3 separate regions of the Mus musculus genome follow, and regions 1 and 2 are each linked to region 3. A link is a contact called in public Hi-C data. All regions are on one chromosome and are shown on one strand. The core of a region is the stretch at or near the end of the contact, and the rest is flanking DNA. Distances in the headings are between cores, read along the strand shown.

What was found. Hi-C and Micro-C count contacts between places; a contact is called where the count stands out from the background.
Region 1: a contact with region 3 is called in a Hi-C map of myocytes, with 2.0 times the contacts expected there. The contact joins two enhancer-like sites. A contact is called at or near these places in 1 of 15 datasets of contacts at CTCF or cohesin (embryonic stem cells), 11 of 484 Hi-C or Micro-C datasets (the C2C12 cell line, CD8 T cells, the G1E-ER4 cell line and 7 more), 2 of 115 datasets of contacts at active chromatin or transcription factors (both in embryonic stem cells) and 1 of 9 other capture datasets (embryonic stem cells).
Region 2: a contact with region 3 is called in a Hi-C map of myocytes, with 3 times the contacts expected there. The contact joins two enhancer-like sites. A contact is called at or near these places in 8 of 39 promoter capture datasets (the 3T3-L1 cell line, 3T3-L1-derived adipocytes, cranial neural crest and 4 more), 6 of 484 Hi-C or Micro-C datasets (the G1E-ER4 cell line, differentiating embryonic stem cells, embryonic stem cells and 2 more), 3 of 115 datasets of contacts at active chromatin or transcription factors (embryonic forebrain, embryonic stem cells and forebrain) and 1 of 9 other capture datasets (embryonic stem cells).

The regions. Positions count from the first base shown.
Region 1 is chr2:104,144,006-104,147,396 of GRCm38.p6, forward strand. D430041D05Rik (RIKEN cDNA D430041D05 gene) reads right to left here. Exons shown (of 21, transcript NM_001368844.1): 21 at 1-3,391. Among named protein-coding and RNA genes, the nearest start is that of A930018P22Rik, 23 kb to the left of the region's middle. Within about 2 kb of position 2,141, at least 68 of the 459 cell types and tissues checked have an H3K27ac peak or open chromatin away from gene starts, as enhancers often do. A contact at or near this core is called in myocytes, where this site is marked.
Region 2 is chr2:104,418,439-104,422,063 of GRCm38.p6, forward strand. No RefSeq gene overlaps it. Among named protein-coding and RNA genes, the nearest start is that of Gm35606, 6.7 kb to the left of the region's middle. Within about 2 kb of position 1,388, at least 5 of the 459 cell types and tissues checked have an H3K27ac peak or open chromatin away from gene starts, as enhancers often do. A contact at or near this core is called in myocytes, where this site is marked.
Region 3 is chr2:104,285,737-104,289,225 of GRCm38.p6, forward strand. All of the region lies in intron 1 of D430041D05Rik (RIKEN cDNA D430041D05 gene), which reads right to left. Among named protein-coding and RNA genes, the nearest start is that of Gm22501, 59 kb to the left of the region's middle. Within about 2 kb of position 1,350, at least 3 of the 459 cell types and tissues checked have an H3K27ac peak or open chromatin away from gene starts, as enhancers often do. A contact at or near this core is called in myocytes, where this site is marked.

The sequences.
Region 1 (3,391 bases), core at 891-3,390, 140 kb before region 3:
CCAAGCAACTCAGTATCTTCTAAGAGAATTTGTTTCAGATACAATTATATTTCTTAATACCCCTTTTCAGTATATTTCAGTACTACGTTTCAGTATTTCCGGCCACCTAGATTCTGTAACAGTTCGCCTAAGCAATCAGGAGCCCTTTCTGTTCTCAGAACGTGTCACTTCTAGCCGGAAGCTCAGAGCCACTGCGACGTCATTTTCACTTGAAACCGATTTTGTCTCAGAGAGACTCTATGGAGAGGCTCGTCAGTTTTCTCATCCATGCAAATGTGTGGCCGGGAGCCACATTAATAGCACCCGAGCTAAGATCATGCAATTCAATTTACAAGTATTTATTGTCTGCTGAGCATGGCATCGGGTTAACTGGGCCTTGGTCAGAGATCTCTTCTGCAGCCCAGCAGCAGTAACTAGGTTGGGTAGGGGTGGGGAGGGTCTGGGGGGCAGTCTGGCCAGTCTACCAGACGACCAGGTGTGTGCACTCTCACCTCACGTACAAGTGGGAGGTGCCTTTTCCTCATACGGAGGGCGGTATCAAGAGGACTGCCCTCTGAGTGCAGGCTGACAGGTGGTATCTTAGGGATACTTATGGTCAGTTCCAATCTGTGGCAGGTTCCTTTAAGGAGTCCGGCCGATCATGATCCTTCCTTGGGGTACCAACCCTCAACTAGAGCCCCTGCCAAACGGGTCAATCCAGGAACCATGCTTATATGACAGAACCCTGCCTCTTTGCTTACAGCTGACTGGATGGGCACCTGCCCTGAGCGTGGCTTATCCACCACAGGCAGGTATGAACTGGACCAATCAGGTTCTCAAACGTTTGTGTAAGGAAGCTCAAAGATGCTAGTTCAAGAGTAGTCTGCACTGGGAAGGAAAGGTGTGGTGTGAGTTCTGAGGTTGGTATTTGGTTCCATATGCATTAGTGGGGACGCTGGATGGCCCAGGCAAGCGAGGGGGTGGTGGAACACATGTGCTGAGAGAGACAGATGGGAGCTGCAGAGGAGAGAGTGGGAGAGAGAGAAAGAGAGAGAGAGAGAGAGAGAGAGAGAGAGAGAGAGAGAGAGAGAGGTGGGCTGGCTGATGTCTCCTTTGCCCTTTGTCCCAGTCTCTTCCAGTCAGTCCCTGAGCTGGAGCCAGGCTGGACAGGTTTTTGGTCCTTGAGACTAGAACACCTTTGAGGGTGGTCACAAGCTAAACTGTACATCACACCTTAGGGAGTCTTGGACTGTACTTTGTAAGGGAAGTCCAAACTCTAAGATTGGGCTTAAGCCCAAACCTTTTTCTTGAACTTGAAAATTTCCATTACATTCATTATTCATTGAACTTTTGAATACTTGTGTACTCTGTGGGGAAAAATGGGGCTCATTTATATGAAATCAATAGTTTTTGATCTATTTCAAGTTTTGCCTGGCAGGGAAACATTGCTTTTACTTAGATATAAGAATCGTCACGCCCCTCCAGTCTACCATCCCCCACAGAAGGATTTCTTCTGAATCACAGATCTTACCATTTTCTTTCTTGTATTAAGATTATTCAGAAATTGCATGTTACTTTTTTTGTTTCTCTGTCTGTCTGTCTGTCTGTCTGTTGCTCTTCTCCTGGGCTTTTAAAATAATGAGTGCACAGCATTATCTTTCATGGGACAGTGAACTGCTTCGAACCCTTCCGGAGGTGATGTCCCCCCATTCCATAGCTCACAGTTACCGTCCTGATTCTGCACAACCTCAGATCTCAGGTACCAGGCCACACAGGAGGCCTTTATGTCCCCACCCTACTGGATCACCTGATGCAGTGACAGAATGTCAGAGCATCCCTGCTTGCCTTTTTAATCCACGGTGCTGAATTGAGTAAGTTACCCCCATAAGCTTCACTGGCAACTAAGGACATAGTTTCTTTAGTGGAACTCTCTGGAAACAACCAAATTGATCATCTTCTCTTCCTCTTCCTCTTCTTCCTCCTCCTCCTTCTTGGCAAGAGTATTATGGAATCTCACAGAAACCCTACCTATTTTTTTTTTTTTAAAGTTCTGGGCACAATTAAAGAAATGTGTCCCCAACAAGTGTACAGGCAGCGTGGTGAAATGGAGAGCAGGCTGGGGCATGAGTCAGCAGGCTGGGACATGAGTCAGCAGGCTGGAGCATGAGTCAGCAGGCTGGGGCTCCACCCTCCACTTGTCTGGAGTTTGGCTTCCTCCTTGCAAACCACTGAGATCCTCAATGGCTTCTGTGACTGTCTGGAAGGTCATGATGATCTGAGCTCACTGCTGCCTCCTCTGGGCTCCCTTGGGACCTCATCTCATTTTTTATATCAAATGATTTTAACCATCTGAACTTCTCAGAGTCTCCTATCTGGGGACCTATCACCTCTATACCATTAGGAGACTCTTTAGGGAAAGAACAACATCTTAGTCCCAGGAGACTTTAATCATGGTAGAAAAACATGAGCATAGCAATGTTTTCATTAATTTAAGCTTTTCTTTGCATAGACTTCTGGAACCCATGGTGTCTAGCTGAAAAGGGCAGCTGATTTACCAGGCTCTATTTTAATTGTCCCGATGAACTAAACATTTCATGGGTTCTGCCAAGACTCCAGCAAGCGGCAGCTTCATCTTCCTAGAAATCTGGAGCTACACCACTGTTAACTCTGGATTCATGATCTTTCTGGAAGTTACTGGAGCCCAAAGCTTAGACACTGTCTTTTTGAAGCATACAGTCTAGAAACTTCTTTCTCACATTCCAAGCATTTGCCAAGTCCACAAAGTCCCAAGTTGATACGCCGCATGGATGGAAAGCTGATATTATTGATAAAGTGGAGCGATGTAGCTGGCGATATCAGTCTTACACCATTTGCATGAAAAGGCTGAGTTTCTTTGGCTCTTTGCTCATTCATGTGCATCAAATGCCCGTGTGGCTAGGTTTAGGCATCGTATTAGTCTGTCAGTAAAATCTTGCACTGGCCACAGTGTTCTGCAAGCTGATTTCGGATTTGGACTACAACTGGCCATTGGTAGAAATATACCATATATACACATGGAAATTACAAAAATACATTTTATTTATAGCTGATTTCTTATTAAGTAACAAAAGACTAAGACTATGAAAGATCAACCAGCATACTAAAAGGGCGCTCGCTACCTAACATCATCCCCACAAGAGACTTGTCTGGGGATTCCACAACATTATCATCTCTGAACATTCCAGAAAGGACAGTTTGCCATAGGGAAATAAAAACAGCTTCTTGGGAAAGTTCTGTGCTTTGACAGTTTGAATCTCCCATTCTAATCAGTTCCAATCCTACTCTCCTCTCTCTTCCTTCAGTAAAGACCAAAGAAACTCATGAAGACAATGCATAGATGGGTTAGGAGGGACACGGGGACAGCAGAAGCAAG
Region 2 (3,625 bases), core at 138-2,637, 130 kb after region 3:
CAACAGTGGAAACCTAATGATGCCAAGTAGAGGGGGAAGGAAGAGAGAAGAGAGTCAAGGAAGCCATATATCTGAGAATGCAGAGAAAGTAGAGAGAGGAAGAGAGAATTCCTGCTCTTTCCCTGAAGAGGGCTTCTGAGCAGAGACATTCGCTTGGTGGGTCTAAGCATTAAAGCTTGGGAAGGTCACCCAGAATCTCTTTCTAACAAACTCCTCGTGACGCCCTTGCTGACTGATAGACCACACATTTGGGTTACAGGAAGCAGATACTTTAGCTTAAGCAAAGAATTTCTTTAAAATATTGATCCTGGACTTTAGCAGCTTTTGAAAAGCTAACCGGCCTCATAAGGACAGAACTGGGGTGGTTTCTTCTCTCGCCATGTAGAACAATGGAGTTCCCCACAACGACTGTGCCACAAATGCAGCGCTGATCTTCCCCTCAAGTCTCTTGTTCTTAGCTAATGGCATATCACAAAAGCTACTGTGTACAGTTCCACTCCAAGAACAATGTTAAAGCCGTTAATCCCAGCACCCTGGAGGCAGAGGCAGGCAGGTCTCTGAGACCAACTTGGTCTACACAGGGAGTTCCAGGCTAGTCAGAGCTACATAGTAGAACTCAGACTAAGGGAAGGATGGGTGTAGGGAAGGAAGGAGGAAGGAAGAAAGGAAGAACGGACCAACCACGTTCCATGAGGGAAGCATGTCCAATATTCCCAACTCCTTCTGCCAGAACCCTACAAATGAACAAACCTGCAGCTGTGCCCAGATCTGCAGCCAGCACTGCTAGATAAGACTAACATTTTCAGCTCCTAAAACATTGGGGGTTATTTGTTGCCAGAGTACAATTTTTAAAGCCCAGCTAATCGTGAAGAACAGACACAGTGTAGTCAAAAATGATTTTTTAATGAAAAGTTATTGAATTGTCAAATATTCTTTGAATGAAAACCAAGAAGTTATACAATAAGGCTGTGGGGTTGTTATAATTATTTTGGTTATTTGAATGCAGGTTTGAGGAGAGCTAAGAAAGTGTCAACTTTGGCTCCATCATCCTTCCTGGGGATTGGAGTCACAGGCCCCAGCTTCCTAATTTGAATTAGGGACATCAGTGGGAAAGTCTGAATGCAGAGACGGGCTGGATGTGGCTGTACCAGCTGGATGTGGCTTGTACCAGCTGGTTGTGGCTTGTACCAGCTAGATGTGGCTTGTACCAGCTGGATGTGGCTTGTACCAGCTGGATGTGGCTTGTACCAGCTGGATGTGGCTTGTACCAGCTGGTTGTGGCTTGTACCAGCTGGATGTGGCTTGTACCAGCTGGATGTGGCTTGTGAGAGCGGATTACTAAGATTCCAAGACTTCTGGGAGCTACTTGTTAGTCATTCTTCTTAAATTGAATTACAAAAGTTACAATTAGACACCATTAAAAATCAATTGACACAGCCAGTGCTCACAGTCCATGGTTCCAACGTGCATGAATCCCATTTACCACCATTTTAGTTAAGTAACACTAATTTGCCTATAATACAGACTCATTTTTTGTTGTTCTTCCTCCCTCCTTCCTTCCCTACATCCCTCCCTCCCTTAGTCTGGGTCCTACTATATAGTACTGGCTAGCCTAGAACTCCCTGTGTAGACCAAGTTGGTCTCAGCATAGTGTCAATGACCGTATCAGCAACCTTTGTTAACCCTCCAGTCTACAAATCACTAATACACATGCCTCCCACACAGTGGCCAGTCACACAGTTCTTCCAAGACTAGCAACTGCCCAGCTGTCATCAGTTCCAGCAGACAGAGAAGGGTGTGGCTGGGCTTCCTTTCAGTCTTCCAGAGTAATAAGCCTACATAATATTTTACAACACTGGATACTCAAGAGCTGGGGAGGGGGTCTCAGTGGTAAGAGCACTTAGTGTGAAAGCCAGAGGGCATGTGTTCAAATTCCCCAGCAGCCAGGTAGTAGCTGGGCAAAGTTGTGTGTACCTACAATTCCAGCACTGGGGGTGGGGTGGGGGGGTGGGCTGGGAGATGGAGAGGGGAGGCAAAATGATGAGTTTCAGGATCCGTGAGAAGGAACCTGACCTAAAACACAGACAGACAGACAGACAGACAGACAGACAGACACCTGGCATCCTCTTCTGGCCTGTGCCTTTACAAGGGCCTGTGCATATCTACACACATGTACACATAACTACACTACACTACACTACACACACACACACACACACGAGAGAGAGACAGACAGACAGACAGAAACAGAGAGGGAGAGGGAGAGACTGAAGACTTGTCTAGCAAAGGAGAGTGACAACAGAGGCAGGCACTGGAGTAAAGGTAACTGGACTCAGAGAACCAGTAGCTGATGGTGGGAAGGCTGACACATGTGTTGTGCTGTGTGGATTATTCAGATAAATCTTGGGGACCTGGGAAGGACAAATTCATCAGCATATACAAGCAAAGTGGTTCTGTCCAGAAACATGAAGACAGATACTCTATGGAGGAAGCAATCCTGAGAAATTCAGGTTAGAGGAACTGCTGGACAGTGGAGATAAGCAACAGACTAAGTATGAAATCCAAGACATCACAACTTAGTAAAGAACGTAGCAATTGGCCAAGGACAGAAGAGGTGTTGCATAACGGAGGTGGGATAAGATAAACCACTCTTCACAGTGGCAATGTTTTGCATATTACACCACATAAGCCTCTTCTTCCTCGGCTCATTTCTGTAAATACTCCGACCATGATAGGGGCCTTTGTAATACCTTCATAAAGGTCAGGAAACCATTTTAATGTTCTTCTATTGATAACAACCTTGCAGGGATGGCTTGCACTCGCCACTTTACACTAATTGGGCTGTACATCCTGTAATCTCCATGCTTGAGGTTATTTCTGTCTCTGCGAAATGAGGTGTGTTTCTTCATGTTCAATGATAGCAGGCAAGTTGCTTGAAATTTGCCAGTGGATTGGCAAACACTTGACAGGCTGCCTTCTTGGCTGTCTAGAATTAAAAACGTGTTGGAAAACCTGGCATTTGCCTATAATTCCAGCCCTTAGAAGGCTGAGGCCAGAGGAGTATAAATTCAAGACCAGCCTAGGCTACATAGCAAGAACTTAGGTGGGTAGATGGGTGGGTGGGTGGGTGGGTGGGTGGATAGAGATAGATTAGATAGATAGATAGATAGATAGATAGATACATACATACATACATACATACATACATACATACATACATACATACATAGAAAATGATGTTGAAGAAACCATTAATGTAATTTTCACTGAAGTCTCACTATTAGCTGCACACTGTGAACAGGAGAAAATGAGGAAAGCATGTGACAATGCTTGGCCACCATCAGACAGAACAACATGTCACTAGTGAGATGTCCCAACATGACTTATGGGCTTATGGGCACAGGGGCGGGGCACAAACACTCATGTACCAACCATACCTGTTCATCAAAAACATCTTAATAAATCAGTTGTGTTAAAGCAGCTAGTAATGAAATAGTCATAGCCTGATTTTTTTTTTTGTCAAATCATGGCTGGATTATAGTCTTATGCTACATGCATATATGAGAGTTTGGCAAAAATGTAACCAACACCCTTTGATTCCATCCTATGAAAGCCAATGTGGAAT
Region 3 (3,489 bases), core at 100-2,599:
CCTGGGCAACTTAAGTAGACTCCATCTTAAAACACGAAGTGTAAAAAGGGGTTGAAATTGCTAAGCAGGACTACACTTGCCTGGCCCTGGATTTAATCCCAGTACCACAAAAGAAAGAAGATAGGAAACAGGGAACATAGGGAAAGAGGTGGGAGCAACAAGATGCGCTGGCTCACAGTCTAATCTCAGTACTTGGGAGGCAAAAAGAATGCTGAGTTCAAAGCCAGCCAATGTATGTAGTAATTTCTAGACTAGCCTGCACTATGGAAAATTGTCTCAACAGAAACAGTGGGGTGGGGAATGCTAAGGAGAGACACTGTTGAGATACCCTTAAGCCCACTCAGTAGGAAGCAGTGTGGGCAGCTGTGGCTTGCAGGGGTCAGTGTCTGCAACTGGGGAGTAACTTGTCCTTCCTTTCATTGTCACAGGTTTTCCCAGTGGTTTCTGCACAAACCTTCCCTTTGCTTTTGTTTGTTCTTCCTCTAGTCTGCTCCAAGGCCATCTAATTCTTGCTCTCCAAAAAGACAGCCTGTGGGGATTTTCCGGGTTGTCAATTTTTAAGTAGTCCAGATGTCTCAAAAGAGACTGATGAGGCAGTTCCGAAGATCAAAGCATTTGCTACACAAGCCTGATGACTCAACCTGGAACCCACTTCAACCTGGGTGTGCTGGTGTGGATCTGTAACCCCAGCTCTTGTATGGCAACATAGGACGCAAAGACGAAAGCAAAAAAAAAAAAAAAAAAAAACCAAAAAACCAAAAAACCAAAAACAACAACAACAACAACAACAACAACAAAAAACAGAAGTGATAAGAGACACCCTGCCCTGAAACCTAGGTGGAAGGAGAAAACTTACTCCAAAAGTTGTCCTCTGATCTCTATTCTCCCCATGGCACATACATGCGCACATGCACACATGCACATATGCACTATATACCTCAGCCTTCCAGGAAAATCTCTCACAGAGCTAGCCTGACTGTTGCTAGCTACCAAAGACGCCTTCCAGAGAACACCATCCATTGGAAGCTGATACATTTGCAAGCCACACCTTCCATCCCTCCGCAGCAAGGCCTGTCTTCTCTACCACAGGATTGTCTATTCAATAGAAATTCATTTATTTTATTTTCATTTTCTCCTATGCTGTAGTGGACTTGTTCAGTAGACTCCCAAATAGTCCATAATATAAAAAAAAAAAAAACGATGTTTTCTCCTGGAAATGCTAAGTGTGGTTTATTTCAAGTGGACTGGCAGCCTTCAGCTGTTGCTTTTGACCACTGTGGAGCAGCAGCTGAGAGAGGGTGTCATCTGCCCTTTGTGCTTGTTCCTGAGGACAATGACACCACACAACCACAGAGCCCCAGAGGCAGAGGCCTGGAATGGATGTGACATTTATGAAAGTTCACAGGCTCAGATTTCTCTACTTTGTGCAATTTTCTTTGAGCTCGTTTCCCTCCTGACATCAGTGTTTATGAAGCTGAGCCGGGGAAACAGACAGAACATAGGTTTGAACCCCAGCTTTCTACATACTTAACATGTGATCTCAGGCAAGTCAGTTTACCTGTCTGTGCCTCATATACGTGCTTAGGTCAAAGAACAGTTTTCAAGAGTCAGTTCTCTCCTTCCACCATGTGGGTCTCAACAACCCAGCTCCAGTAAATGCCTCTATCCACTGAGCCATCTCTCCTGCCCCAGTCTTACTCTCAGGATCACCTGGAGAAATGGGAAAGTAGCTGTGAAATGGCCTAAGGCAAGTTACTCACACAAAACAAGTTTTAAATAAATGATTATCTTGGGCTAATATTAGCTTCATGATTTGGCAGGGTAGTCTGAGCCTTACAGATTTATAACTGCATTCAAACCTCACAGTGATACTATAAAGAAGGGACTCCTAATGTCCTATTTTAAGGCTGAAGCGATGGGTAGAGAAGTTAGCAGCCTAGGCTCAAGAGAGAAACTTTTGTGCCTGTTATAGTCAGATTGGAAAGCCAGGTATGAAATATTTGTCAACTATTAAAAAGCTTTCTACCCATGGACCCTAGAGCATCCCAAATGCCAGTTTGAGCACATGGACCCTAGAGCATCCCAAATGCCAGTGAACACATGGACCCTAGAGCATCCCAAATGCCAGTGTGAGCACAGGCTTTACCATCTTTCATTCTGAGTGTTGAAGTTTTGCATTTTTGTGGCATGCATGACAAGATAGCTTAGATTCATCAGGGCAACCATGGGTTTCCACTCTGGAGATCTATACACAAGCATTTGATATAGCACGGCATGGTCGATTCCCTGACTAACAGGGAATATTCCCATAGTCTTTCCTGGTGAACTCTAGTAGAAAAACTAGTTATGTTCTAAAAATAAATCAATGTTACAGAGTAGCAAGTGCTTACAGTTATTTGATATCTGTTATACATGTGGATATCAGTCAAGAGTTTCATTGCCGACAAGCCCGAGTAGGGACAACTGGGAAGGAGTTTACCTTGGGATAGCACCTGGCTTAAAGGCTTTGTTTGGAGGCTGAAAAAATGCTCTACCGAGACCAAGTTTTGGGAACACAGCTACCATCACACCAAAGGCAGCACAGCAAGCAGCCACACAGGAGCAGAGAGGTGGTGCAGTCGGCAACCCCAGCCCTTGAGAGGCTGAAGTAGGTTCAAGGCCAGTTTGGGGTACAGAGTGAGACTCTGCATTGAAAACAAATAGAGAAGGGGAGGAGGAGGAAAAGAAGAAGAGAAAGAGGGTGAGGAGAAGGAGAAGGCAGATGGAAAGGAGGAGCTGCCACACAGCCATGCCCATGGCTTGCTGGAGAGAGTAGAGATGCGGATGGCAGGCCTCTGTAGATGTCATGGAGATGCATCACACTGGCCCACCCTCACTCAAATCCTAAAACTTGTAATACCGAAGCCACATAAATAGACCTTTGGCATTCTAGCTTCAGAGGCCAAAGAAGACACCCTGAGTAAGTAGAAGAAGCAAAGCCTCCACTGGTGGTTTGCCTCGGTGGCTTGCCATCGACATGACTCCTCAGCCTGTGCCCTTTCCACAGCACCATGGTGTTCCCAGTTGCTTCCCTCCCTCCCTGTCTCTACACTCAGGATACTCTCCAAAGCGCCTCAGCCTGCCTCTTCTCTTGCCACACCCACTTTTGCCAGCATCTCTAAACTTTTGTCTTCAAGGACACCTCCATAACTCCAGGAGCCTTCAGCCTTCCGGTTCAGCATCCCAGAGCCCTGAGGTCTATCTCAGTGTCCCCCAAGACACACTGCATCAAAAGTAAAGTGTACTAGGAACCTAGAACTGAAAGCCTGCCCTGCTCTGCAGCCCCTGCCATTTCTCGTGGCATCTGTGCATCAGGCCCTGATGGTATTCTCTCAGCCTGCCGTGATCACACTGTGTTACTTTACTGTAAGCAGTCACTCACTCTCTCCAATCATCCTCCTCTGATGCTGATGTAGAAACCTCCCCAGTGTAAACATGGCATCATCAGGG